5 separate regions of the Mus musculus genome follow, and all the other regions are linked to region 5. The links are chromatin contacts, called in public HiChIP or PLAC-seq maps. All regions are on one chromosome and are shown on one strand. The core of a region is the stretch at or near the end of the contact, and the rest is flanking DNA. Distances in the headings are between cores, read along the strand shown. Region 1 holds the start of Rab39 (RAB39, member RAS oncogene family). Region 2 overlaps Atm (ataxia telangiectasia mutated). Region 3 overlaps Npat (nuclear protein in the AT region). Region 4 overlaps Cul5 (cullin 5). Region 5 holds the start of Ddx10 (DEAD box helicase 10).

Evidence for each region. HiChIP or PLAC-seq counts read pairs in DNA pulled down with a chosen protein or histone mark.
Region 1: an H3K4me3 HiChIP or PLAC-seq map of the 230-238 cell line shows a contact between it and region 5, with 18 read pairs. The contact joins the promoter of Rab39 here to the promoter of Ddx10 in region 5. A contact is called at or near these places in 5 of 39 promoter capture datasets (hippocampal neurons, liver, neural stem cells and 2 more), 3 of 115 datasets of contacts at active chromatin or transcription factors (the 230-238 cell line and large pre-B cells) and 1 of 9 other capture datasets (liver).
Region 2: a contact with region 5 is called in an H3K4me3 HiChIP or PLAC-seq map of embryonic stem cells, with 17 read pairs. The contact joins the enhancer-like site here to the promoter of Ddx10 in region 5. A contact is called at or near these places in 17 of 39 promoter capture datasets (3T3-L1-derived adipocytes, the C10 cell line, the HPC-7 cell line and 11 more), 2 of 15 datasets of contacts at CTCF or cohesin (pro-B cells and stem cell-derived epiblast-like cells), 21 of 484 Hi-C or Micro-C datasets (the Ba/F3 cell line, the C10 cell line, the HPC-7 cell line and 11 more), 22 of 115 datasets of contacts at active chromatin or transcription factors (the 230-238 cell line, CD8 T cells, the SCID.adh cell line and 13 more) and 4 of 9 other capture datasets (adipose tissue, embryonic stem cells, liver and 1 more).
Region 3: an H3K27ac HiChIP or PLAC-seq map of embryonic stem cells shows a contact between it and region 5, with 4 times the contacts expected there. The contact joins the enhancer-like site here to the promoter of Ddx10 in region 5. A contact is called at or near these places in 7 of 39 promoter capture datasets (the 3T3-L1 cell line, the HPC-7 cell line, HPC-7-derived erythroid cells and 3 more), 1 of 15 datasets of contacts at CTCF or cohesin (the NIH/3T3 cell line), 5 of 484 Hi-C or Micro-C datasets (the AML12 cell line, cumulus cells and embryonic stem cells), 7 of 115 datasets of contacts at active chromatin or transcription factors (the SCID.adh cell line, bone marrow-derived macrophages, embryonic limb bud and 2 more) and 2 of 9 other capture datasets (adipose tissue and embryonic stem cells).
Region 4: a contact with region 5 is called in an H3K27ac HiChIP or PLAC-seq map of microglia, with 4 times the contacts expected there. The contact joins the enhancer-like site here to the promoter of Ddx10 in region 5. A contact is called at or near these places in 12 of 39 promoter capture datasets (the C10 cell line, the HPC-7 cell line, HPC-7-derived erythroid cells and 8 more), 4 of 484 Hi-C or Micro-C datasets (cortical neurons, embryonic stem cells and liver), 5 of 115 datasets of contacts at active chromatin or transcription factors (the 230-238 cell line, embryonic stem cells, intestinal crypt epithelium and 1 more) and 2 of 9 other capture datasets (adipose tissue and liver).

Annotation. Positions count from the first base shown.
Region 1 is chr9:53,702,109-53,707,800 of GRCm38.p6, reverse strand. Rab39 (RAB39, member RAS oncogene family) reads left to right here and starts at 1,569. Exons shown (of 2, transcript NM_175562.3): 1 at 1,569-1,912. The coding sequence starts at 1,686.
Region 2 is chr9:53,510,553-53,516,211 of GRCm38.p6, reverse strand. Atm (ataxia telangiectasia mutated) reads left to right here. Exons shown (of 63, transcript NM_007499.3): 10 at 1-7; 11 at 860-1,054; 12 at 3,012-3,107; 13 at 4,283-4,508. Among named protein-coding and RNA genes, the nearest start is that of Atm, 23 kb to the left of the region's middle. Within about 2 kb of position 1,876, at least 13 of the 459 cell types and tissues checked have an H3K27ac peak or open chromatin away from gene starts, as enhancers often do. A contact at or near this core is called in embryonic stem cells, where this site is marked.
Region 3 is chr9:53,569,312-53,574,839 of GRCm38.p6, reverse strand. It overlaps Npat (nuclear protein in the AT region), which reads right to left. Exons shown (of 18, transcript NM_001081152.1): 16 at 4,893-4,953; 17 at 3,662-4,793; 18 at 1-2,269. The coding sequence ends at 2,192. Among named protein-coding and RNA genes, the nearest start is that of Npat, 35 kb to the right of the region's middle. Within about 2 kb of position 4,024, at least 6 of the 459 cell types and tissues checked have an H3K27ac peak or open chromatin away from gene starts, as enhancers often do. A contact at or near this core is called in embryonic stem cells, where this site is marked.
Region 4 is chr9:53,630,100-53,635,627 of GRCm38.p6, reverse strand. It overlaps Cul5 (cullin 5), which reads left to right. Exons shown (of 19, transcript NM_027807.4): 8 at 563-656; 9 at 1,513-1,643; 10 at 1,789-1,896; 11 at 3,291-3,355. Among named protein-coding and RNA genes, the nearest start is that of Gm22304, 7.1 kb to the left of the region's middle. Within about 2 kb of position 1,962, at least 7 of the 459 cell types and tissues checked have an H3K27ac peak or open chromatin away from gene starts, as enhancers often do. A contact at or near this core is called in adipose tissue and microglia, where this site is marked.
Region 5 is chr9:53,246,435-53,251,831 of GRCm38.p6, reverse strand. It overlaps Ddx10 (DEAD box helicase 10), which reads left to right and starts at 3,720. Exons shown (of 18, transcript NM_029936.2): 1 at 3,720-4,014. The coding sequence starts at 3,829.

The DNA of each region.
Region 1 (5,692 bases), core at 320-2,819, 460 kb before region 5:
GGTGGTGGTGGTGGTGGTGGTGCACTCTTTTAAGCCCAGCGCTAGGGATGCAGAGGCAGGCGGATCTTTGTGAGTTCGAGACCAATCTGGTTGACAACACTAGTTCTAGGATAGCCAGGGGTACATAAAAAACCCTGTCTCAACAAAACAAAAATAATAAATAAATAAACAGGAAGGAGGGAGGAAGAAAGAGGGGGAAGGAAGGAAGGAAGGAAAGTAGGAAGGAAGGAAGGAAGGAAGGAAGGAAGGAAGGAAGGAAGGAAGGAAGAACAATTGTAGAAGGGAGACAAGATACATACCACATAAAATAAAGATTGACTAATTGCAGACAGGGGCCTAAAGATGCATGGCAGAGGAAAGAAGAGTTCTCTGAAAGTCACGCTTCTTCCTCCAAAACAAAGAAAGGAATTAAGGATGAGTGTGATAGTTAGATGTTGCAAGAAAAGAATGAAATGGTTGGCAAGAAATTTGCACAGTCCTAGCTGTCCTGGAACTCACTCTGTAGACCAGGCTGGTCTTGAACTGAGAAATCCATCTGCCTCTGTCCTCTGTGTAGCTGACACAGAGAGTTACAGGATATAATCTTAAACTTCTGATCCTCGAGCCCCATGTGGTGGAATAATAACCGTGGGCCACCATATTTGTTTTATGCGGAGTTGGGGACTAAACCCAGGGTTTCATGTTGCTAGGCAACTCTACCACCTGGGGGCTACATCCCAGTCCAGAAGAGAACACAGTAAGGTCTCACCAACATTTAAATTACGCTTCGTTTATTAGGTCTTTGGTCATACGCAAGCAGAGGGCAGCTATAGACCGAGAATAATGATGACTCGTATGAGCTTCTCAACATTTTAAGTTTTTCCCAGGCTGAAGGGCCCCAACGAGCATAGGGCTAGAACCATCCTGAAAACGCTGTGGCAAACAGCAACAGGCAATCCTTAACAGAAACTATCAGAACTAGTTCTGCAAATTTGTTTTCTTCAGAGGAAACTGTCAACTGGAATCTTCTGAGAACCCGGACACCACGAATCCACATACAGAAGCCTGACTGACTTTCAAAACTAGGGTCTTAGTCTGAAGAGAGCCTTCGCAGATGCGTGAGAGAAAATGACTCTCACTTCCCATTGGCTGACCTTTCTGGAGTTTAGCCCTTGAGTACATTTTCATTGGTTGCTATTGCTGTCACATCCTTTCGCCACACCCATTCCTTGTCCATTTCCAGCAAGATCTGCACTAGAATACGCTAAGGTCGTCTAGAGTTCTGCTACTTCCCTATCCCCTCAGCCGACGCTCTCGCCGCGCCCCTCTAGTTAGAGGCCCCGCCCCCGCACGACCAATGACCCGCCTCTACAACGTCAGTTCCCTCCCCTTACAGCTGGGGCCCGGCCCCCTGCCCGACGCAGCTGCTCTGCAAGTTAGGTTCCCGCCCCCAACTCACGATCACACCCCTACCTACGGTCCCTTCCAAACTCGTGGCCCCGCCCTCACTCTCAAGCCCCACCCCAATCAGACCAAGTCCACGCCCCCTGCCCGCGGCCCCGCCCCTCCTTCCCCAGAGGGCGGCTACCAGGCGGCGGCCGCAGCCGCAGGAAGATGCTGGAAGCGGGCGGGCGCGCGCCGCGTAGGTGCTGAAGGGACAGTTCCTTAGGCAGAACTTGCTCCTGAGCGCACGGGGCACGTAGGCGATGGAGACTATTTGGATCTATCAGTTCCGCCTTATTGTGATCGGAGACTCCACGGTGGGCAAGTCGTGCCTTCTGCACCGCTTCACCCAGGGCCGCTTCCCAGGGCTGCACTCCCCCGCCTGCGACCCCACAGTCGGCGTGGACTTCTTCTCGCGCCTGCTGGAGATTGAGCCGGGCAAGAGGATCAAGCTGCAGCTCTGGGACACGGCGGGGCAGGAGCGCTTCAGGTAGGGAGGCACCCGCCACAGGCTCTCGAAAGTGCTAGCGCTCGGTGCTCGCTTCCCCTTCGCCCCTCCCCTTCCAGGGGCGACTTCCTCCTCCGCAGTTTCTTCTTTCTTTAGTGCGGATTTCCTGCGCCCCCTTTCTGTCTCCTTTCCTGTCCGAATCAGGGTCGCCGGTCTTTCCCAGCTCTGTCTGCTCCTCTTGGCCGTTTGGGTCCCTTTGGCTCCACCGCTGCCTTCTCCCCAAACTCGACTTCGCTCGCCGTTCACACACACCCTGCCTCAGCCACCCTCCTCCTAGCACCTCCTCCAAGCCTTGACCAAGCCTCTTTCAGGCCCGGGAAATATGCCAAGTGGGGTTCCCAGGTCTGTGAAAAATCTTTAGTTCTCAGCAAGCAGAATTCCAGACGGGGTTCCAGCCCTCGGAACGGTTCACAGAGAGATGCATGCGGTAATGGTTTAAACATCTGAAAGCACCGAGTGTGGTCATCAGAAAATTCTGGGCCATGACCCTCGGGAGTAGGTCTTGGAAAACAACTAAATGCAACATCGGAGTCACTGAGACAACTAAGGGTGTGTGTTTGCATTTATAGGGTGAAGTTTCCTTTAAAAGTTTGTCACCTTTGACGCTTTGGTGTGAAAAAGATAATACTGAGGGTTGTCTGCAACCCTTCCTTTATTTCACTGATGGATTCGTAACATTCTGTATGTGACAACAGAAGAAAGCACTTTTCTAAATGGGGAGAGAGTCAGTCTCAAGTAAATAGTCTCATTCTGGTTGTTTACTGGGGAACCTGAAAGATTGTATAAAGTCGACTGGCCTTACAGAAAAAAAGTAAATGAAACTGAATTCCTTGGATAGTTGAGATTAAATCACATTTAAAGCGTATTTCCAGTTTTTGAGATCGAAGAGTACTTTGTTCTAGAGCAAAGTAAGAAAGCTGATAATGTAGGGAATTGTTTCTTTAAAAATCATATGATCGGGGCTGATGAGATGGCTTAGTAGGTAGAGATGGCTTAGAGCGCACTGACTGTTCTTCATTCTGAAGGTCCTGAGTTCAAATCCCAGCAACCACATGGTGGCTCACAACCATCCCTAATGAGATCTGATGCCCTCTTCTGGTGTGTCTAAAGATGGCTACAGTGTATTTACATATAATAAAAAAAATAAATCTTTTTTTAAAAATCACATGATCAATTGGAACTCTTGTAGGCAAGCATTTTTATATCTCTCAACAAGTACTTTTGCTTGTGAAATAAAGAACTCCGTTAAGGAACTTAACAAATGTGGCTTGCCCTCATTCAGCCAGCATCCATTCCAAGAGAGTTCAGCCTACATGTGTAAAGTGTTCAACATTCAGAAGTTTGGCTTCTAGTCAGAGTGTGATAGGACAAGCCTTTAATCCCATCACTCGGGAGGCAGAGACAGGCAGATATCTCTGTGGTCTCAAAAAAAAAAAAAAAAAAAAAGTGAGCCGGGTGTGGTGGCAGACGCCTTTAATCCCAGCACTCGGGAGGCTGAGGCAGGTGGATTTCTGAGTTCAAGGCCAGCCTGGTGGTTTTGTTTGTTTGTTTGTTTTTTTATTTCCATTCCTGGGTCTGACAATGATTCCTCGGGTACACAGAGATAACAAGGGATGTGATGCATGGTAAGGCCAGCTTCCAGAGCGGTGCTAAAGGTCATGGACTGTTTAGAATTCCATGAAGACATTGTCGTTTCCTTTTCAGTTGGCCTCCTTTGATTGAAGCAGTTTTGGTTTTTTCTTTAAAACTTGTGCTCCATCTGTAAAATGAAGACATTTTTATGATTTCTAAGACTTCTTCCGGTTCAATCACTCGTGAAATCCTTTACTGAGTCTTCCATTTGTGATCTTAATCAGAGATGATCTTGGCGATATTTCAAGGTCCGGAGGGGGAGAAAAAGCATTTACTAAGAGCGTTTGCTTTACCCTTTAAAGATAGTAAAATCTTCCTCTGTCTATTTACTTAAAAGTAATTCCTCACCCTATCGACAGGAAGGTGAAGGATAATTAATTTGCTAGAATGTAAACCTTTGCTAATTGAGGGTTTTGTAATGGCTTTGAGAAGAATCTAAATAGCAATTCATTTTATGTATACATTATTAAAACCACCCAATAATGCAAGGACAGTTAGAGAACATTTATGATGAGTCATACTTTGCTTAGTTTGGCTCTTTACCAATGATATATTCATATAAATACATATTTCAGTAGCTACCTACAGTAGTTGCCTTTCTAGCATTTAGCAGAATGCCTCACCATAAAACGGTATTCAGAACAACTGATGTTAAGTCATCCCATGGCTTCTAGAAAACGAAGACATTTGCTTTGAATCGTGGATCTCCTTCAAGGGTACTTGAAGATATATGTCTGTCATTACAGTCGTAACCTGAGGAATTTGTGGGAAATATTATATTAGGTTTACTGGTGATTAGACATAAAGAAAAAAGGAACTTACCTTAGGGAGCTTATGAGATAGTTTGAAATATATTACAGAACAATGAAGTGATTATCAGATAATTATCACCATTAGTTTTACTTTATAGTATTTAAATTAGCATTCTGGTGGGTTTTAACTACCAGCATAACAAAGAAGGAACAAGATCAGGTGGGCATTGTGATACTTGCCTATCATTCAGAGATTGAAGTAGGAAGTTCATAAGTTCAAGGCCAGCCCAGGCTACACAACCAGACTTGGTCTCAAAAGAGAACATTACTGGGCATGGTGATGCAATCCTTTAGTCCCAGCACTTTGGAAGCAGAGGCAAACAAGTCTCTGACTTACAGGCCAGTCTTGTCTACACAGAGAGTTGCAGGCCAACCAAATGCTACATAGTGAGACTCTTTCTAAGAAAAATAGAAGAATAAAATCGGAGTATTGATTTGATTTGATTTGATTTGATGCAATACTTAGGTTTCCATGAAGAACCCTAGTTCAATAGAAAAAAAGGGCTGTTCTATGTCTAGGAAGTGGGAAAGGGGAGTTTAGAATTATGAATGTTACAGGGGAACTAGCCATCACCACCTTTTATAATTTCTAATATATTGGGGAAAATTGATCAGTAAAAGAAAAAAATGTGTTTAATGCAGTATTTGGTTTCTGTTTGTTTTGTTATTTGTTATTTTGTTTGTTTACTGTTATTGTTTTTATTCTCCCCCCCCCCCAGCCCTCTTTGTAGCTCTAGGAACTCATTATAGAGCAGGCTGGCCTTGAACTCAGCCAGCCAGCTGCCTTTGCTCCCCAGGGCTTGCATTAAAGGTGTGCACCATCACACCAAGGCAATACAGTGTTAATAAGTATACAGAGAGTGCTAAAATATGGAAAAGTATTAAGTAAAAGAATACAAATTTTGATTTTGTTTCCATAAAGTACATTTATGTACTATAAAGTACTAATGTTTATCATTCATGTGTTGACACTACCAGTCTCAACCAAATTCACCAGTGTAATTGGGAAGAGGTGTTGGGACTCAAAATATAGGGGTCTATAGAGTAAAACTATTGGGTCATTGGCTACACCATCCTTGGGAGGGATCAAGTCATTTCTCATGGAAGGGTCTGCAAGATGGCTCCATGGATAAAGATACAAACCTGACAACCTGTGTTTGGTTCCTGGGACCCACATGGTATAAAGAGAACATCGGCTCTTGTTACAAGTTGTCCTCTGACCTCAATGTGGATAATGAGGTGCCTTTCCCCATAAATAAATTCATGAAATAAAATTTTAAAAGAAAAATGTAGGATAGAAAGTTTTAAAAAGTAATTT
Region 2 (5,659 bases), core at 627-3,126, 270 kb before region 5:
CTTCTAGGTAGGTTGTATAATATTTGATTTTACATAAACACACAAATGTATCCTTGATTATTTTTGTAGTTTGTTATTATATCAGCGAAAGATATAATAAATCTTTTGTGTTTTGTTGGCCCAAAATAATCAATAATACTGAGATTTTTTTGTGAAGGACAATTTTAATTTTTTTATTTTTCATATTTTTGAGTTAGGATCTTCCTGTGTAGCCTTGGCTAACGTCTATGATTGGCTGACCTTGCACTTAAGACATAGGCTGCTTATGCTTCCTAGATGCTAGGTTTAAAGATGTGAGCCATGTCCTATCTTTTTATTTTTAAGACCAGTTTTCGGTATAGGATTATAAATTTTAAATTCTTGACTATAATTTATAATTATTCAATATTCATACACATTCTTGTAGCTCAGTGCATTTTTATTGGACAGTTATATGTATGAGTGCTCTATCTATATGTTTACCTGCATGCCAGAAGAGGGCATCAGATCCCATCAGATCCCAAGATATATATATATCTTGAGAGAGAGAGAGAGAGAGAGAGAGAGCATCAGATCCCAAGAGATATAGATATATGAATGAATGATTGTGAGCCATAATGTGGTTGCTGGGAAGTGAACTCAAGACCTCTGAAAGAGCAGGCAGTGCTCTTAACCTCTGAGCCATTTCTCCTGCCCCCGGGACAAAAATTTTACATCAGAAGAGTTTTCTGAAATGTAATCTTTCTTTCCCAGCTTTGTTTACAAAATGTTCCTCATATTGCCCTGAGCATGATAGACTTAGTGAGTGCTAAGCAGCAGAGGTAAAGCGTCTGCCCTCCAGAGAGCTTGCTGCTAACAGTCTCCTTGTGTTTCTTTGTAGTCCTTCAGTATGCTGCTTGACTTTGGCACTTAGCATCTGTGTAGTTCCAGATGCAATAAAAATGGGAACAGAACAAAGTGTGTGTGAAGCAAATAGAAGTTTTTCTGTAAAGGAGTCAATAATGAGGTGGCTCTTATTCTACCAGTTAGAGGATGACTTAGAAGACAGCACAGAGCTGCCTCCAATTCTTCAGAGGTAATTCTGCTTTTTTTGGCATACTCCTGCATTCTTGTTTTGCTCTGACTCTGCATGTTTTCTTGTTTAATTTTATAAGGCTCTCTCTACATATTTGATATCAGATAGCTTTATTTTATGCTCACAGTGCAGAATTTCCTGGAGTTATCTCTAAAATATTACAAATCATCTGTATCTTTGTGCTGGATCATTTCTGAAATGCAAGGTTAACTCACTGTAGGATATGGGAGATTTTCATGAAGGATAGACACATAATTGTTTCTTAAAAATTTAACATTTATAAAAAGTTTTCATATTTGTGATATGACATCTAGTATTTGATACACACATGCATTGTAAAATGTTTAAATCACCATTAATATATTATCTTCTTAAGTAGTTGTAATCTTCTTATGAGGAACACATTGAAAACCATGGTTTCTTTTAAAAGAAAAAAAAAACACCGAATTTTTCATGATTACCTACTCCATTGTAGGACACTAAAATGTCTTTCTTTCATTAAATTTAGCATCTGTTTTTTGGGGTTTTTTTCCTTTTTTTTCCTTTTGCCTGTTGGTTTTGTTTGTTTGATTGGTTGGTTTGGTTGGTTTGTTACATGGTCTCACTGTGTAACTCTGATCTGGCTTGGAACTCCCTATATAGACCAAGACTAAGCTAGCCTCTTATAGGAATTCCCCTACCTCTGCCTCCTGAGTGCTAGGATTAAAGGAGTGTGCTACCACACCTGCTCTGTAGTGTTTCTTTGTGACACTATTGTAGTTTTACACTCTACTGGCCTTTGCTCCAAGAGCAGCAGGCTAACAGCCCCCTCCTGGCTTCCCATTTGTTCTACCCACCTTTGCTCCAGGAGGTGGGCTTTGCTACCAGGCCCCACCCACTTCCTTTGAATCCTTGGACAAAAGACACACACAGTTTTTTTTTCCTTTTCAACTTGCCTTAAGACACAATTGCTGGGCACTGCTATGTCCTGCCTGGAAAAGCATGTCCTTAATAATATTTTTATCTCTACTCCTCCCACCTGCCCTAAACTTCACTGGCTGGTCTCACATAGCCCCTGGCCACCCACCTGTAGTACTGACCACAGGCCCAGCTCTTCTTGAAACCTCACATGGTTACTGGCTTCTCCCTCCAAAGCATAGCAAAAGCTCCTCTTCTCCTTCCTTGCGTCTGCCTTTTCCTCCTGAGACCTCCTGAGACCCGGAAGTCCCGCTTGTACCTTCCACTCAGCAATTGGCCCCTAGCTTTCTTCACTGACAGGTCAAGAGCCAATTGAGGAACAGGACCTTAGCTTCAGGTCCGCCCCCTTCATTCTATATCTTATCTTATTCCTTAATCATAATGGATATCGAGAAATTTGATACATGAATGATGAGAAAACAAAGTAGGGCTTAAGCCCTAGGACTAGCCCAGTTTACTGTTCCCCAGGAGGGTAGAGCATAGTGTTTTACCTTTAGTTCATAACCTTTTATCTCAGAAATATTGTTAGGGCAGAGGGTGCTGGAAAGATGGCTTAAACAAGAACAAGCACTTGGCTGCGTTCAATTCTTAGCACCTACATGGAAGCCCACAACTGTGAGCATCTACTCCAATTTATATGTGTCTATAACTCTAGTTTCAAAGTATCTTGATGCCTTCTTTTGGCGATTTTGTGCATCAGGCACACAAGAAGCATAGACATTGATGCAGGGAAATTCACATAACAACAATAAATAAACAATCCAGAAAAAGAAATCCTGCTTTTAAAATTATATGTAACCAGCAGTTTTAGAAACCATAGTACATTGCTCTAACCTCTTTAATAAACTTTCAATACTAGTGATTCAGGACAAATGAAAGCATTTTTAGTGTGGAATCTGAATTTTAAGGATCATAATTGGTAGCTATATATACATGCATATTAAAGTTCTTTTTAATGGTGTATGGTCTTTTAAGTAAAGTTTTTTGTTTTCTTTTTTAGTAATTTTCCTCATCTTGTAGTCGAAAAAATTCTTGTAAGTCTCACTATGAAAAACTCAAAAGCTGCAATGAAGTTTTTTCAAAGTGTGCCAGAATGGTATGTTATATAAGAAAGTATGTGATGTTTTGAGATATAGTATTAATAGTATTAATTAGAAAGATAATTCTATCATGGTGGGAGTTCATCTTATTAGTAATTTTGATATAAATTGGTCTGATTGAAGAAATATCACAACAGCTAAGCAGAAAGAAGTTTTTTATTGGTGATTATAATTTATGTTCTATTACTTTAGATGAAGGTTACCATTTTATTGCTGTATATTATAACATGTCTAACAAGTGTTAAGAGAAAAAAAGCTGAACAGCTATGCAAAATTAAGAACATAAAATTTATGTGAAGTGAGTTTTTAGTAGGGACCCACTGTTTGTATGTTGACTAAATTTTATTAAGTTTTAAAACGTGCCAGTGAGATTGCTTAGCAGGTAAAGGCATTTTTCAATCCTGATAACCTGAGTTCAGTCCGTGGGGCCTGAGACTCACCGGCTGGAAGGATGAACTGACTCTTGACAAGTGTGACAAGTGCATCTGGCGTGTGTGTGCACACACAGTCACTCACTCCATCTCACTAGCTAAATCCATGGCAGAACAAAGGAAAAACTAATGAGAGTTGGCTATCATTATGTTCTGTGGTCCAGACTCTGGGAAGCTGAGGCAAGAGAATTTTGAAATCATAAGTTGAAGACCCTCCTGAACAGTGTAACTAGAAGCAATACTGAAAAGCAAAGCTTAATTTTAATTACAATGTGAAAATATTTAAAAACTCGTTTTTAATTGATTGGCTCAGTTCATTGCCACATTTGGCACTGTGACTGAAAATAGCTCAATGATATGAGGATATCCAGTCTCACTTCTTTAAAATTAAAGTAAAATCACTAATTTTGGAAATCAGGTGAGAAGAAAGCAGATGTTTTTGGTAATTACATTCAGCTATCTAGTGTTAGTGTCTAAATATATCTCTGAATTTGTATTTGGAACTGTCACTTCTATATTTTTGTGAGTAAAATTTGCTACCAATAATGAAATTATCCAATGTCAATTCAATTTGCCATAAAAGCCCAAAGAAGAGAAGCATTTCACAGAATAACTCAAAAATCTTATTAGCAGTCTTTGAATGGTATAAATGTTTTCTTGATGATTTTATTTGTAATGTGTTGTGAACTAGTTGAAAAAATATTAGATCATGGTTTTAATCATTAATCTCACTCCTGAAGTGAACAACACTGCGAAGATAAAGAAGAGCCTTCATTTTCAGAAGTAGAAGAACTGTTTCTTCAGACTACTTTTGACAAGATGGATTTTTTAACTACTGTCAAAGAGTATGCTGTAGAAAAATTTCAGTCTAGTGTTGGCTTCTCTGTCCAGCAAAATCTCAAGGAATCATTGGATCACTATCTTCTGGGATTATCAGAACAGCTTTTAAGTAATTACTCTTCTGAGGTGAGATTTCTTAAAACGAATTCAGGTGTATTCTTGAGCATTTATGGGTTGTTAGGAAGGGAAAATGGGAGTGTGAAAGGTATGAAAGATGAGAGAGGCCTGGTTGTAAATAAACGGTGGCACAGCCCAACAAGTAGGAAAAATAGGCAGGGAGGAAAGGGAAACGATAATTTTGAGATTCTTTGTTCAGGAACTCTGTAGACAATTCTTGAGGTAGGTTAGTGGGAAGGAGTGCTGGTGTGAGTCTAAGAACTTCATGATGGGATGAACATATTGGTACAAAGCATGGAAATTTAGTCATAGGAGAAGAGAAATCTAGTTGTTGCATTTGAAACAAGTAGAATGATTATAAAGCTATGAAATGGACGAGCAAATACCCAGTCATTAGAAGCCAAATGATTTATCTTTGTAACATCACAAATACAGCTACTCTCTATAAATCATGCTTTCCTAGATGGTGTGTATCCTATTCCATGTATTTAGATAGCCACATGTTGCATTTGTTGTAACATGTGCCTTAGGTTCACTCAGCCACAGTAATTTTTCACATACTAGTTTCAGTTTTTGGGTGTAGTGGCATATACTTTTAATGCCAATTCTCAGGAGGCAGAGGCAGGCAGATTTCTGAGTTCAAGGTCCATCTGGACTAAAAGCTAGTTCCAGGACGTCAGAGATACACAGAGAAACCCTGTCTTGAAAAACAACAATTCATACTATGTAGCATTTCAATTTTAAGGGCACTTAATTAGTATCTTCTTTGTACCATGGATCCTTTGCATAATTTGCTTAAAGGGCATACTAGTTTGTTAATCTGTATCTTCCACAAAGTGGTCTGTTATGTAAATAACGAAATTGAAAAACACTTATAAACTCACAAAGGAGTGAAATGAGCAGCCCTAGAAAATGACCCAAGAAACCAGGTGGGGGCAGTGTGGCTGTTGCCCTGTCACTGCCACTTACTAATGGGGCTTTGTCAGCTGGAGCTAGCTTTGCTCTAACATGATTCAGTTTTCTTGGAATGTTATTGATTTGTCTACTTGCTTGCTTGCTTATTTATTTATGTATTTATTTAATTTGGTTGGCTGGTTGGTTTTTCAAGATATGGTTTCTCTGTAGTACCCTTGGCTATCCTGAAACTTACTCTGTAGACC
Region 3 (5,528 bases), core at 2,775-5,274, 320 kb before region 5:
ACCCTTGCTTCAGATATGGCAAACAAACATAGGAGAATAGCTGGGACTTGCTGGCCAGCCAGCAGAAGAACCCTTTTCCTAAAGGAAAATGACAGAGAAATATAAAAATACCTGATATTTGTGTGTGTGTGTGCACTAACTGTCTTTGGACTATCTAGTGGTTTCAAGCTAGTTCACTAAGAATCTTGAAGGCCAGGAGGGGTAATATACACCTTTAACCCCTAGCACTTGGGAGGCAGAGGCAGGAGGATCTCTGTGAGTTTGACGTTAGTCTTGTCTACACAGGTCAACAAGAACTACATAGCTACCATCTCAAGAAACAAATCAAAATGACAAGAATCCTGAAGCTCTGTGTATGGTGCATGCCTGCAATATTGGCACTTAGAGGAGGTAGATGAGGAGGACCAGGACTTCAAAGTCACTGGACTATGTAATGAGTTCAAAGCCAGCCTGGCCTACAGGAAAGACACTGACTAAAAACACACATAGAGCTATAGAAAAGAGCATGAGTTAGTTTATATATGAATTCTCATTATGCAGCACATAGATATGAGTTACAGGAGAAAATCTGTAATTTCCTGCATTATATGAATTCCTGAAAAACACAGAGAATTAACTAAGCTACAAAGAAATTTAACCAATTTCTAAATATAAATCCAAACTGGTAAAGTTAATGAAAATATATTTATTCAAACCTAACTGTAGGACAGACCCAGACTGAGTTATGCAAACAGTAACTGTATGCTTAGTTAGCTCCTTAGGAGTAGAACAGCTCAGTCATAGAACATTTCTCAAAATATAAATTTGTACAGTAAAATCTAGCAATTAAAAAGACATAATTTACATCTTGAAGACGTTTTTGTTGTTGTTACAGTAGGATGGATTTATTTCTTAAAGGCCCAGTACAAAAAATGGTTGAAGAAAGTGACTTTTTAATAAAATATACACCCGTAGAAAAAAAAATCCTAATATGCTGATATTTAAACAGTAAGAACTTAAGAAAACACTTCAATATCTAGGCACAATCGGTCAAGTATTAATGATAATTTCTGTCATTCCTTTAAAGTTTAGGCCAGCTTTTCAACTTGACTGTTGTTTATGAGTCAGTCCAACACAGAGAAGGCACCTCTCACTCCCCTAAGGACCTTTTGAGAGTAACTATTTATAACACTTTAAAGAACACAAGGTTCTATAGGTTATGTATGAACACAGTTATTTACACATCCCATTTCAGGGTAAACTAAATTACAATATAACTATGATTTGCATTTTTACATCTTATGATGGATATGACTTTCAAAGACACCAGAAGACAATCCTCCATATAAGCTTTTACATACAAGATTTAAATTAAATGTGCATTGGTCACTAGTATGTGAAAAAGTCTATGAATTAGTGCAATTCTTTGTATCCCCAGTGCTTAGGGAAAGTTTACATATAATCAAGAAATCTCGACTACTACATAACTCAAATTTTTATGGCTCAATAGTCTAACCACTTAATGTTCTGTAAAAGATTTCAAAAAGTTGTAAGTGAAATATCAGAACACTTAATAAATGGTTTATAAAAATCTCTTTAAAACAAAGAGAATAGATGATCAGAATAAAGTATAAAACTTCAGAAATATAGTTTTTACTGAAATTTATGAAGGGTGATAAAATATTGACTCTAGGGGGAAATCATCATCCAACTGTTGTTTACTGATTAGATATTTTACTAACCAGTTGAGGTGGTTATCATTATTATTTTTTACTTAGTGGCTTATCTAATATTGGCTGAAGGTAATTTGTAAGAATAATTATCATCTTCCTCCAAAGGAGATGAGAAAGTACTCCAGAAGAATAAGCCTCGGGCGAAGTCAATCAAGACAGTGTGGGAATATTAGGTTGATTTAAGCTCTATTTTTACACAATATACACATGTACAATATACAGTGTCAAAGCTGTACAGTTTTGCAGATTGGGTTTACTTACATTTCTGCGTATGTTCTTTTAGAATACAAATATTCCATGAGAGTCTATTTACAAACTAGGAAGCTGCTTCAGAAACAGCATGACTTAGATATAAAGTGAAACCTCAGTACAGTCAAAGTGCAGGTCATGTTCGCAGTCTGTCTCTGGCCCGTTTCCTACTCGCCATCTGAAGGACACTAGTTTTAAATAGCTACTGGTCTCTGTGTCTGGGTGTTCGTTCACTCATCATAATGCAATGAGAGCAAGAATTTGTCCACATCCATTCCTGCTGGAAATGAACTAGGTAGCTTCTTTTTCTGTCAAAACAAACAAAAAAGAAGAGAAGGAAAAACAATAAACTCTAGGCCAGATAATTTTCTTAGCAAATCACCTAAAACACCGTATTAGGCTCTTTATTATTAAAATTGCATCATTTTTGAGTTTGTTAGAATTTATTTCCATAGGGAAAGACAGACAGGTTTTATTAACCCAATTCAACGTTAGTTTAGGGCAAAAGGCAAAAAAACAAATCTAGAGTATATATATGAATGTTCAGACAAGAGACATGCTTCCTTTAAAATGGTCATTTGTGTCAAATCATAAACTTACAAAACATTACCAACAGATACTGTTTTACTATACTATACTGATTTATTGTGTGCATGTGTGTATGTGTGTAAGTCAAAGGACTGCTTTTGGGAGTGTTTTTGCTTCTTCATGGTTCTCAAGAATTGAACTCTATAGTGGATCAGCCTTGAAGCTAGAGGACCCCTTTGCTAACACACATTAAAGAATACCACTCACTCACCAAGCTCCAAATGTTAAGATAGAGGAGATGCTTTTTAAAGTGTTAGCCTAAAACAGACTACAAAACCACAGGGTGAGACAATTTTAGGTTCAATGATGAGGCACAGAGGAAGAGACCAGAGACTAGACATGAACAGGCAGGCACAGGAATGGCATACACTTGATAAGAGAATTCAAACTCAGGCTTGCAGGACACCAAACCTAAAAACCACTCCTAACTTACTATACTTTCTCCTGTGAGTAGGACATTCACATGCTTTCCGTTTAATCTACTTGGTAAAACAAACTTTAAATAAATGCACTTTATTTATCAATGCTACCATCCTTGTACTGCCTTACTACAGACAACCATGGTTACAGAAAAAAACAAGAACATGAGTTTTTCTGCTCCTCTGCTAGGACCATCATTATAGACTATGGAAGGGATGGAGACCAGGAGGTGGGTTTTTTTCTTTTTTCTTTTTTTTTTTTTTTGCTTTTTTTTTTTTTCAAGACAGGGTTTCTCTGTGTAGCCCTGGCTGTCCTGGAACAACTCACTTTGTAGACCAGGCTGGCCTCGAACTCAGAAATCCACCTGCCTCTGCCTCCCAAGTACTGGGATTAAAGGCGTGCGCCACCACCGCCCGGCATGAGGTGTTTTATTTGGTAATTCATTTAATGGTTGTTTCCCAGGCTTTCACACTTTTTGTATTTCCATGAAAAATACTGGGTGATACCATGACAGAAACATTCACTTTTCCTCAGGATGATACATAGACAACTTGTATCATTGTGACTAGGAAACACTACTAAGTGTATAGTTTTGGAGGTATAGTTATCTATGTAGCTGCAGCAAACACAACTGAACTCTCTAGATACTGAAGGGACAGGAGTAGAATTGAAATGAGAACTTTCAAACTTGCCTTGATTTTCTTCTTTTTCATTGGTACTGATGAATTAGCAAGATTTTTACCAGACGTGCGGGAGTTTCTCTCACACTCATCTAATTCCTCAATTTTCCGTTTCTTTGTAGTGCTCCTTGAAGATGTTCTAAACTGCTGCGTGTTATCTTTTAGAGGAGTTGCTGTAGTCCTAGCAATTGCTGCTCTGGAGAGAATCATGAGCGTGTGGGCAGCCATGCTCACACTGTTTTCACTGCCTGTTTCACTGGCTGGGCTGCAGGCAGGCAAGTCTGCAGTGACAGGAGGGATCATTACTCTTGGCATGCTGCCTTCTTCACCACAGCGTCTACTAGCGGGGGCCTTCATACTGTCACTAGGCTCTTCTTTATGCTTTTCCCCTGCTCCTGAGCCAGGGGTCCGGGGTACTGGCAAGTCAGTATCGGCACTCCTATTGGCTGGGCTGTGGATGGGAACATCCTGCAGTATTTCTGCCCCAATTAAAGAACTGGCAGGTTTACTCTGCTCTTGTTTTTGATCCTTCACAGTTCCACCTACAGAAGTGGCATTTTTATTGTTTGAGGGTGTGGCTTGTTTTTTGGTCAATTCCTGCAGCGAGGCTATGGCTTTTTCGTTCCTCAAGCTCCCATTCTGCTGCCCACCAGGCAGTTTTGAGGTGTCTGCATTCTTCGGCCTTTCCCCATCACCGCACAATTCATTCTCCTTGTTAGCTGTTGCTTTATGGAGAGACTCAAGGGCCACTTCTGTGGGGGAAACTTTCTTTTCAGACTGAACTTCTTTCACAGTGGTGTGTCGACTAGAGGCAGTTTCTGATTTAGATAAAATCTTGGGCACGGTTTTCTCTCTCTCTCTTTTGATGGCGTTATTAGGAGGTGGTTTTAAGGTAGAGGACAGAATGGGTGAGTCAAGATGAGAAAAGGATGCTTCCTTCTTTTCTTTGTTTTCGGAGGTCATCTTATACAGTGACCCCTGTGTATTTGCAACAGAAGAAACAGTACTATCGAAACAAAGCACCCGCCTATGACTTTCAAATGGCTTGCTGGGAGGAGCTACCCTCTCTCCTGAGAGGGAAATCGTGGTGTCTTCCATTTTTTTCCCAAGTTCAGTGGCTATATTCTTATCAGAAGCTTCAGTTCTACCGAAACGAAAATTTAAAAAAAATCTCATTTTTAGCAACCAAAATTAGTCATTTAAGCATTTTAATAGCTTATGATGCAACATATTTTATGCTCACCTCTGCGTATGACATGCTTCTGAAAGACTGGACAAGTTTGTCAAATTATTTACCTGTTTTCCTGGAATTATAAATTAATTCATTAGAAATTATAAATTAATTCTTTGTGAAAGAATATATTCTTCTGAAAGAGAATGAGTCAGATGACATTATAATGAGTTAATCAACTTATTTGCTTCTATATACTTATTTTTTTAATACTTACATTGTTTTACAAAATAGACTCACACACTCTATAGAGGAAATCTAGATACAGAACCAACGATTTGCTTTAATTTCAGGCAAACATGAATTCAACCTTCAGGGCTACAACTTTTAATGTTCCAGATAGTACTTAGTGCACCAATTCTCTCAGTGTCTCTGAATGAATAGATCCCATAGATAATGCATGCACATGACCAGGTTCCTTACAGAAAATTGGAGTTATACATGTAACAGAGACATATCCTTTTATCACATCTAGGTTAGTCATACGATACAATACAAATACCATGTTAATAGCTAATATTGTACTGTTCAGAGAAAAATGATGAGAAAGGTATTTGGCACAAATGTAATTTTTAACTCTTCAGAAATGTTCTACCTGTGGCTGGCTGAATCTACAAATGTCAATGAAACTGAGAAGGAAATTGAACT
Region 4 (5,528 bases), core at 713-3,212, 390 kb before region 5:
AGGCTCAGCTGTTAAGAAAGCACTGTTGCTGCTGAGCGCCTTCATAGGCAGTTCACAAACAGCTGGATCCAGTTCCAGGGATCTCATGGCCTCTGATGGCACCAGCCATGCTCACAGGCAAAGCTCTCATAGGAATAGCATAAAATCAATTAGTGTTTAAAGGGAGTATGTTGGTCTATGGTAGAGTGACATCCCTCCGCAGGTGGGACAGAACTTCCTACCATATTGGGCAAGAGGCTGTTAACCATGTGTGTATTATTTTTAAATGTTCATGTCTTTTTGGATTATATGTAGAATTAAAATTCTAATACAGATTTCACCAAGTAAGAAAAGTTAGCCAAAGTTTATTTTGTTTGTAGCCTAAGTTCTGTGGGTTTTTCCCTTTACTTTGGTATAGTAGTATGGTTTGTTCATTGACCCATACATTGACAGCAATCCTGCGTAAAGGTAGAGAAAGTCTACTTTCAGTGTACTTATTTTCTCTTTTCTGTTCCACAGTATGATTTGACTCATTCGTGTGCTGTAAAGCTTATAGTAGCTGTTACTGTTCTTTCTGTTTCAGCTCATGGAATGCTGTGTAAATGCGCTGGTGACCTCCTTTAAAGAGACTATTTTAGCAGAATGCCAAGGCATGATCAAGCGAAATGAAACTGAAAGTAGGTAAACTCTCACAAAGACAGAACCTTTTAAGCGGGTATCTTAAGTACATCACCTAATTAGTTGCTGTTAGGCCATTCTTGTAGATGGAGGTGCATTTTCTCCTGCATAGACCAACACTTATTGTTTGAGAAGGCTTTTGTCTTTTTTTCCTTGACGTTGAACTGTGCTTTTACAGACCAGTATAAGTTGTAGACAGTGTAGACTAGAACTGGTTATTTGACTTGTATAGAAATTTGGTGCATCTTTTTAGAAAACAAAGATGATTCAGTAGGCCTGCTGACCTGAGGTCAGACTCCAAAGCACAGGTGGTGCAAGGAAGACTCCTAGATTGTCATCCGACTTTGCCATGCTTAGGGTGTGCACTCACGCATGTATGTGCACGTGCTCTCTCACACACCAGCAATGTTTATCCTGCCCAGCAGTGCTGGCCCACAACTTTAATTGGAGCACTCAGGAGGTAGATGCAGGCGGATCTTGAGATTGAGGTCAGCCTGGACTATAGAGTGAGTTCCAGGACAGCAAGAGCTACAAGGTGAAACCCTATTTTTAAAACAGCAATTAAAAACAAACAAAACTTTTCTCTTAAATTTTAGACTAATTATAGCTACATGATACTAATAATATATTTCAAACTCCCAAGTAACATTTCTTCAGAATCTTATGACTGAAGACCTAGCTGCCAATAGTGCCTCACACCTTGGGAGGCAGAGGGAGGTAGGTGTCTTGAGTTTGAGGCCAGCTAGGGTGTAGTGAGATCATGTCACAAAATAAAAAACAGAAGGCCACAGACATTAATGAAGAAACAATTTTATTCTTATAAAGTAATTATATGAATGTGTTGTGTCCTTTCAGAGTTACATTTGATGTTTTCCTTGATGGACAAAGTTCCTAATGGGATAGAGCCGATGTTGAAGGACTTGGAGGAGCATATTATAAGTGCGGGCCTAGCAGACATGGTGGCCGCAGCTGAAACCATCACTACTGTAAGTAGTTCCAAAGCCACATCTACAATAGTGGTTGAAACAGCAGACTAGTAAATCATTCAGATTTACTTTTAAGAAAATAATTTCCCCCAAGTTTAAACCGTATTTTCTTTTAAAAGCTAATATGAAAACATTCTGTTTCCAGGACTCTGAGAAGTATGTGGAGCAATTACTTACACTGTTTAATAGATTCAGTAAACTGGTCAAAGAAGCTTTTCAGGATGATCCTCGTTTCCTTACTGCAAGAGATAAGGTGATCTTCTCTTTTTGGCCATTTTGTATAAACGCTGACACTGTAGAGTTGACTGACTGAGCAGTGGCGTCATACTGCTGAGTTGAGAACTAAGAATTCAGGAACTCAGATTTTCTGTAGAGCACAGCAGCTCTATTTTTTACATTTTGCTTAGTCTTTTTGTATTATTGTGAACTCGGATTCAACCAGGAAGCTTCTCCCTTCTTCATTTTTTCCAGGGATATTTTCCTGTGTTTTGAAGGTTCCTGCTGGTTAGATTTTTCTTCATTCTCCATTCTCCCTTTAAGACCAGCCTTGCTACACTGCTGCTCTCCATGGCTCATCCTAAGCAGAGCCATATCTGTATATAACCTCTCTCTCTCTCATCTTCTGTTTTGTTTTGTTTTTAGACAGGGTTTTTCTATGTAGCCATGGCTGACTGGAACTTAGTCTATAAACAGACAAGCTGGTCTGGAACTCAGAAATCCACCTGTCTCTGCCTCTGAGTGCTGGGATTACAAGCATGTACTCACCACCTCTGGCTGATAATTTTTCTTTAACATATATATGTTATTTATTTTGCTGGGGTGAGAGAGGGTGTGTATTCTGAGCTGTATTTGAGTATGGAGGTCAAAGGACAACTTCCAAGAGATGGTTCTCTCAAAACAAGGGCATCAGGCTTAGCAGCAGCTGCCTTTACCTGTTGAGCCACCTCTGTCCTTTGGTGGAGCTCCTGTGAGAGTTCCTTTAAAGTTAGTTGGTTTTGTGTCCCATAGGAACATTAGCATTGCATCTTCTCTGACAGTCACAGTTTTCTCAGTGAAATGGGAGAACGTACCATTTGTTGAGGATGGACACTGGAAAGAAAATGTTGGCAGTTTTAGGAGAAAGGAGATAGAACAAACTGTTGTTTAAGAAGCTGAACAGGGCAGGTAGAGGTTATGACCTCACTGGAGAGAGAATGGTGGTGGTTACATTGTGACAAGGAATGTGCTGGAATATTTGGAACAGTTACCTAGGAGGGGATCAGTGAGGTAGCTTAGAGGATGAGTCAGTTGTCATGATGTCTTTTCTCTAGAACAGGTCTAAGTAGAAGGGAGCCTCACGTCACAGCATACACGCACATGGCACATCCTGTGCCTACCACTACACCAATAATAATAATGTTTTATTTTAAAAAAATTACTAAGGCAAAAAAAGAAAAAAGTTACTGAGTAAAAATTAAAATTGAGTTGGAGATAAAAGTCAGTAATAGTGTATGTATTTTGCAGTCTTCATGCAGTTCTAGCACGACAAAAAAAATAAGTAAACTGAGAAAAATACCTGATTCAGATTTACTTGTCTCAGCGAACACGTAGTTTCTATATTTTAAATATTAAATCTCATTCCATTCCAAATTGGATTTTATTTTACAGGCATATAAAGCAGTTGTTAATGATGCTACTATATTTAAACTTGAATTGCCTTTGAAGCAAAAAGGGTAAGCTTTTAAACTTTTTTTTTTTTTAAATAATTCAAGTTTGGGGGACTATATTACACATTACTGGGCTACTCAGGGAGCATGGGGCACTGTTTCCCTGTTTGGGTTTTACTTGGGCTTGCTTTTAAGTTTAATTGTTACTGATTTGTTTAGTTTTGGAGACAAGGTCTTTAGCCTTGGATGGTCTCAACCCCCCTTTGTAGCCAGGGAGGACCTTAAAAGACTACCTAATCTTCCTGTCTCTACTTCTGAGTGTTGGGATTACAGATTCAGTGCACTGTGTATGGTTTATTCAGTGTTGGGAAATGAATTATTAGTATCCTATCCAGGGCTTTTTGTATACTAAGCAAATATTCAACCTACCAACTGAGCTACATCCTTTACCCTTTTTGTTTGTTTGTTTGTTTGTTTGTTTGTTTGTTTGTTTGTTTTATGTGTATGAGTATGTGCCTGGTATCCATATAAGTTAGAAGATAGCCTCAGATCTCTCAGAAGCAGATCTCACAAAGCTATTTGTGAGCCACCATGTGGGTGCTAACAACCCAGTCTGGGTCCTTTGGAAGAGCAGCTATTGCTACTAATCACCGAGAGCCACCTCTTAAGTTTCATATCCTTTTTATCTTTTGGTTTTTTTATTTGTCTCACTAGGTAGCCCTGACTAGCCTTTAACTTATATAGATCAGACCCAATTGGCTACAAAAATCATTATTCTTCCACCCATGCTTGGATTAAAGGCATGTGCATCACAACTGGCTTTGTCTCTTGACTTATGAGCATGTGTGTCTACAGAGCCTCCTGCGTCCAGCTCAGAAATGCTGTGGTGTTGCATACCTTACTATTTGACTTTTGTTGTTGTTCTTAAATTTTTTGCTACCTGTTGCCATTAAAATTCTTCAATTTATAATTTTTTTGAATCTCCTTTGTACCAAAATACTGCTTTAGAAGTTAGAAAATAACTTTTCTTTCACGTTTTTAGAATCTCTCCCTCTATTAGTCACTAAAAGTTTACTATTCTGAAAGCATACAAAATGATTTTACTCTCATGATATAAAAAAGGAAATCAGTTTAATGTAAACTATGAATTACCAATTTTAATACATGATCTCCTTACCAAGTATGAGGCCCTTGTTTGATCTCCAACTCAGAAGGAAGTAAACAGGTGAATTGGTCAAGGAATGCACGCACCATGAAGGCAGAAGAGACAGCGAGACTAGCTGGAGAAGGAAGGAGGAGCAACTAGTTGGAGCAGGGATGAGGGATGCACAAAATGTCAAAATAAAGCCTATTAGTGAGCCTACAAAACAGTTCAACTGATGAAGAACCAGACAGTCTGAGCTCAGTCCTAGAGATCCCACGTGAGATGAGAGCAACCTGTGAATTGTCCTCTGACTACCATCTAGCTACAACACACAATAAAGGGATTAATTAAATAAATAAAACCAACTCACTACTTTTCTATACTAAATTTAAACCAGAAGTTAAAAGGAAAATATGTCCCTTCATAAAGTAATCTGGTTCATGCTAAGTAATAAAACTTAGAGAAAAATGGAAAGTTAGACTTTGGACTACTAGGGGGCTGGAGAAATGGCTCAGTGGTTAAGATCACATCTGCTCTTCCAGAGGTCCTGAGTTCAATTTCCAGCAACCACATGGTGGCTCACAGCCATCTATCCTGCCATGCAGGTGTACATACAGATAGGGCATTCATTTACATACAATAAATAAATTTTAAAAAGAATTTGGACTACTAATTAATTTGACTTAGGTACAGCATCCCTTCTTACAGTTTATAGCTGAAAATTAGCATTTCATAGAAATTTGGTGCCAGGCGTGGTGGCACACACCTTTAATCCCAGCATTGAGAGGCAGAGGCAGGCGGATTTCCGAGTTCGAGGCCAGCCTGGTCTACAAAGTGAGTTCCAGGACAGCCAGGACTATACAGAGAAACCCTGTCTCGAAAAACAAAACAAAAAAACAAAAAACAAACAAACAAACAAAAAAATTGGTGTGTGGTGTCTTCCTTTAATTTAGCACTCCTAAGAGTACAGTGAGAGGATCTTGAGTTTGAGACCAAACTGGACTTTATAGATCCTGTCTTCAAAAATAATAAAAGAACACTCCTTTAATCTGAGCACTGCAGAGTCAAAGGCAGGAAGATCACTTGAATTTGAGG
Region 5 (5,397 bases), core at 2,471-4,970:
TATAATTTTACAGAACAAAAATGAAATAAGGAGAAAATTTGTGTTCTTGTCCTCTGTCTGTGAGGTAAGCTGTCAGGGCTCAGCTGCTTGAGATTGGTCCTCCTTTGGCCTCTCTCTCAGCACGTGAGAGCCACCAAGTTTTATGATCCATGCTACACTACTTCATATATAGCATGCTTACCCTATACACTCAGACCTCTGATTCAGTGTAACACATAGATTAGACACAGTAATTACTAATCAAACAGAACAGTTATAACAATGTACTGAAATAAAGTTCCATGGTTCTACTATATGGGAGAATCAAGACAAATATTAATTATTTTTGGACTGCAGTTGACTGTTGGTTAAAAAAAATCACAGAAAACAAAATGATGGGTGGAGGGGGCCCTTGTATTTATGTGAACATAGATGTTATTCTGCAGATTTTTTTTGAGGGGTGGACTAAGATTCTTAAACCTGATACCTTAGTTTTTCCTATATGTTTTTTCAAGTGTTTTCTTGTTTTGCTTTTTGAGACAAGGTCTTGAATAGCTTTAGCTGATCTTGCCCTTGGCATGTATCCAAGGATAATCTTAAAGTCCCAACGGCCCCTACCTATATCGTCTGAGTTCTGGGATTACAGGTGTGCACTGTGATGTCTAATGTTTATTAGACATCTTGTGATGTCTAATGTTATTCAATGTTGGGGACTGGACTCAGGATCTTGTGTATGATAAGCAAGCACTCTGAATTGCATCTCCAGCCAGTTTTTTTTTTTTAATATTTTAAATAAGGAATCAGAGACTGGTAAAGGAAAAACCAGGCAGAAGAAGATCCAGGATCTGTTTACCTTCCCTGGAACAATGTTATAGAAAAACAAACAAACAAACAAACAGTCAGGAAATATGCAGCTGTCTATTTAACTGTGAGGTAAGTGTCAGAACTCTGAAATCTTTTAAAAAGAGATTTATTTATTTATTTATTTATTTATAAGTGCATGTGACCTACTGATTCTATTTAGTATTGCTCATCTGTGCATGTGTTTGGGGCCGACCACTTGGGATTGGATGACCTATTCAGGGGCTTGTTCCTAAAGAAAACTGATTCTCCTCTCTTTCTCAGCAGCTATTCATTTCCTGTAGCTCTGCCTCTAGTGGCAGGGACTTGTGGAATTTCCCCATCTATGGTGGCATGTCTACTGGTGTTGTCATTATGCAGGGGTTTTTCAACCAACAACATTATTGAGATTTCATAGATCCAATTTCCCTTCCATGTCTAGAAATCATGATCCTGAAGTCCATGTCCTGATCTGGTGGCTTGTACAGTCTTTCTTCTTCCTTGTTTACTTCTTGTTTTTGTTTGTTTGTTTTTTGTTTTTCTGCAATACTGTTCCAGGAAAGGTAAATAAAAATTAGGATTTTCTCCTCCATGGTTTTTCTTTTACAGTTTCTGATTGCTTATTCAAAATATAGGGAAATTGACTGGAGATGCAGCTCAGCCTATAGGGTGCTTGTCCAGCATACCCAAGATCCTGGGTCTAGTCCCCAACACTGAAGAGAGGGTAGAATCCATCTCTTGCCTTAGTCATTGTTGATGCCCTTATCTAACTTGTCTTGTAATTTTCCCCGAGCTTTATATGTGAAGTTGCATTGTAGATGTATCAACAGGGGAAAGCCCTCCCCCTTTAAAAGCAAACAAATAAACAGGCAAAAAGCTGGATAATGGCAGTTCACCCTTGGATGTCTTCTGTTGGGCAGCTCTGGCTTACCATCTTTACTCTGTTCTCAGGACCTCTGCCTCCTTATCAGGATTTAATGAACTGTTCTACTTTTGAACTCACTTGTCCACTGTTTCTGTCTGACTGGGTTTCATTGGTAGGATCTGTGGGATAAGAACTCGATGTTGGTCTCTGATTTTGAGAGCTCCAACATTTGTTGATTTTTCTGGCACCTTTGCATCAATACCAAGTCCTCCTGAGTTTATTGGCTAGACAGTTATAGCCCTCAAAGAGAATATCCCAGTCACACTACAGGGGAGGGGTTCCTGAGGAGCTGAGAGATACATTTTTTTTTTTCATCAGTGGTGGAGCTGCCTAACATTGCTCATACTTTAAAAAGAAATCTCAATGGTCTGGATAATTATACTCATTGGTTCTCTAAGGGGTAGAATCCATTCCTTGCTTTAGTCATTGTTGGTGCCCTATTTCACTTGCCCTTGGAAAAGTTCACAAGACACATGGTGTTTGTGTGTGTGTGTGTGTGTGTGCATGTGTGAGTGCATTTAAAAAGTATAGTGATAGCAGGGTTTGGTGGCACACACCTTTAATCCCAGCACTTGGGAGGCACTTGGGAGGCAGAGGGATTTCTTAGTTCGAGGCCAGCCTGGTCTACAAAGTGAGTTCCAGGACAGCTATACAGAGAAACCCTGTCTCGAAAAACAAAACAAAACAAAACAAAAAAAGTGTAGTGATGGAAAATATGAAAAAAAATCTTGGTTTAACTTATAGCTATAGTCATAGTCGTGGAAATAAACATTTACTTAACTTAAAAATCATTATAGCTGGGCAGTGGTGGCACACGCCTTTAATCCCAGCACTTGGGAGGCAGAGGTAGGTGGATTTCTGAGTTCGAGGCCAGCCTGGTCTACAGAGTGAGTTCCAGAACAGCCAGTGCTACACAGAGAAACCCTGTCTTGAAAAAAAAAATCACTATAAAATATACAATGTGAATATTCAGTTAAGGCCACCCAGTTGTTAAAACTGAGAGTAAATGTGATGGTTTGAATAAGAATGATTTCCATAGGCTCATATATTTGGAGTCACAGTTTCAAAACTTTGGAGTTTCAAAAGTCCATGCCAGGCACAGTGTCGCTGTTCATGCGTGCGTACGTGCGTGTGCGTGCGCACGCAGGTGTGTGTGTGTGTGTCTGTGTGTCTGTGTCCTGCCTATGGATCAGGATGCAGCTCTTAGGTACTGCTCCAGTGCCCACCTGGATGCTGGCATGCCTTCCCTGTCATGATGATAATGGACTAAACCTGTGAAACTGTAAGCCAGCCCAGTTAAATGATGCTTCTTTCTATAAAAGTTGCCTTGGTCATGGTGTCTCTTCACAGTAATAGTTCAGTGACTAACACAGTAATCATCTCAGGGTTTGGTTTTTGTTTTGTTTTGTTTTGTTTGTTTTTGACACTTTGTAAGATAAATGGTGATTGATGTTTAGGATGCTCTCCAGAGGCATCTTTACGATGTCTATGTGTAAGTGTATTTTTCTGTATTATGTAACTTTTTGTTAATTGAAAAGTTTGCTTTAAAGCATTTTGAGTCAACACGGTGGCATTTAACTGAAATTAGAGTATTCAGGAGGCAGGTGAATTCTTATAAATTTGAGGCCAGTCTGATCTACAAAGTAACTACGACCTACATACTCTATAACGTATAGCAGTGTACTCGCGAATGTTGGGCACACTTGAATCCAGAGTAAATGAAAAGCAGTACTTTACGCTGAGTATGACTTCACCATACTAGCAATAAGCAGTGTACTTGCGCTGTTTCCGGAAGCCCCAAGCACTCTCGGAAGCAGTGGAGCACGCCCAGTTCCTCCGTGCACGCTTTCCCCTGGCGTCTTAAGATCGCCCCGCCCAGCGGAAGCCAAATCACCAATCATCGTCCGCGCATTGCCTGTCGTCATTAATGTGTGCCCACTCTCCCCAGCTTGGGGGCGGGTTCCCGGACTTGCGCGTGCGCCCCTGCGCCTTCTCCACACGCTGGTTTCGCGTCTTCCGTGCTGTGCCTTGAGGAGCGAGGAGGCTCCCGTGTAGCGGCGTCGTGGGTCCTGGCAGCCCCCGCCATGGGCAAAACGGTTGCTTCTCTGGGTCAGGGAACCCGACCCGACCCGGTGCGGAGCTTTAATCGCTGGAAGAAAAAACACAGCCACAGGCAGCACCAAAAGAAGGAGCGGAGGAAGCAGCTAAAGAAGCCGGAATGGCAGGTCGAGCGCGAGGGGATCAGCCGCCTCATGCAAAACTACGAGAAGGTGAGGTGGGCTCGGGGCACGTTCGGCGGGGCTCTGGGGAGCGAGGGTGGGTGCAGCCCGGAGGTGTTGCCGCTGTGGTGGACTTAGGGTCAGGGTGGTGTGGGAAAGGGGCGGACCCGGCCAACGGGGCCTCACTAGTGGTCTGTTGGGTGTCGCTACCCAGGTCTGACTCTTCTACTTTCCGCAGTGCTGGGAAAAGTGATAGAAATGCGGTGACACTCCGGGTAGGGACATGTGGTGCAGCAGTGGTGACAGAACAGAGAGGCAATAGTGACCGCTGTGGAAAGAACCTAGCGGATGGAGTGAGAGCCTTCAGTAGAGTGCTAGCCCAACACGCAGGAAGTCCTGGGTTCAATCCCCAGCTCCACATAAACCGGGCACATATTGAGCACTAAGGAGGTGGAGGCAGGGGGATCAGAGGTGCAAAGTCATCCAAGGCTTTATAGCAAGTTCGAGGTCAGTCAGTGATACGTGAAACTTGGTCTCAAAAATGAAATAAATAAGCTAAAATCTGGAGTGATGTAAGAAAACGCTGTTGTTCGTGGGAAATGTTTAAAATAATAGAAATATCTTTAAGTACTCTCCATGTTTTATATTCTTTGCCCCTATCTTGAGGTGTGGATGGATCCTAGTAGTCCATTTAACGGATAAGAACTGTAGAGTTTGGAGAGGATAAGAAACTGGCCCTAATTTCCCACATCTAGTAGTGTGGAATTGGAACCTAGACCTGTGTCTGTTTCCACAGCTCTCGATCTTTAAGTTGGGAATTGGCTCTGTCCCTTAGCATCATCTTTTGTTCTTTGTCTCATTGTCTTCATGGTTTTCACCAAGAATCAGTGGAAAGACAATGGAATGTGTTTGCCTCTTCCTGACATCAGCATCTTGTAGCCAGTGTTCCTAGATGAGTAGTCTCATAGTTAACACTTAGACAAGCTGGCGTGTTTTCCTGCCCTAGGTGTCTGCCCCTTAGGAATGTTACTTCTATCCATCCTCTTAAAACCCATATTTTCCAGCATTCATCTACCTTTCTCACCTTTCCAGTGAATGCCACCTTTCTAGTTTGGGATTTAATAGGTAGAATCATCCTGGAATTAAAAGTCATTACTTGCTATCTTGTAGCTTAAACAGCAACAGCAACAGCGACAACTAGATAAACTGTTCAGAGTTGGCAACATTTAAGAATTAGTTGGGGTTTTGACTTCAGATAATTTGATTCGGATTTGGCTCACCAGCTATATGACTTTGGTTACTTTTCTTACACTATTCACACCCTCCCCCCTTATTTTAAAAGGCTTAGTAGTAGTACCTGCCTCATAAGTTGTGAGGAATTAAGATAAAGTGTGGAAAACATTATTCACAATGCCTGTCATATAGAAAAAAGAC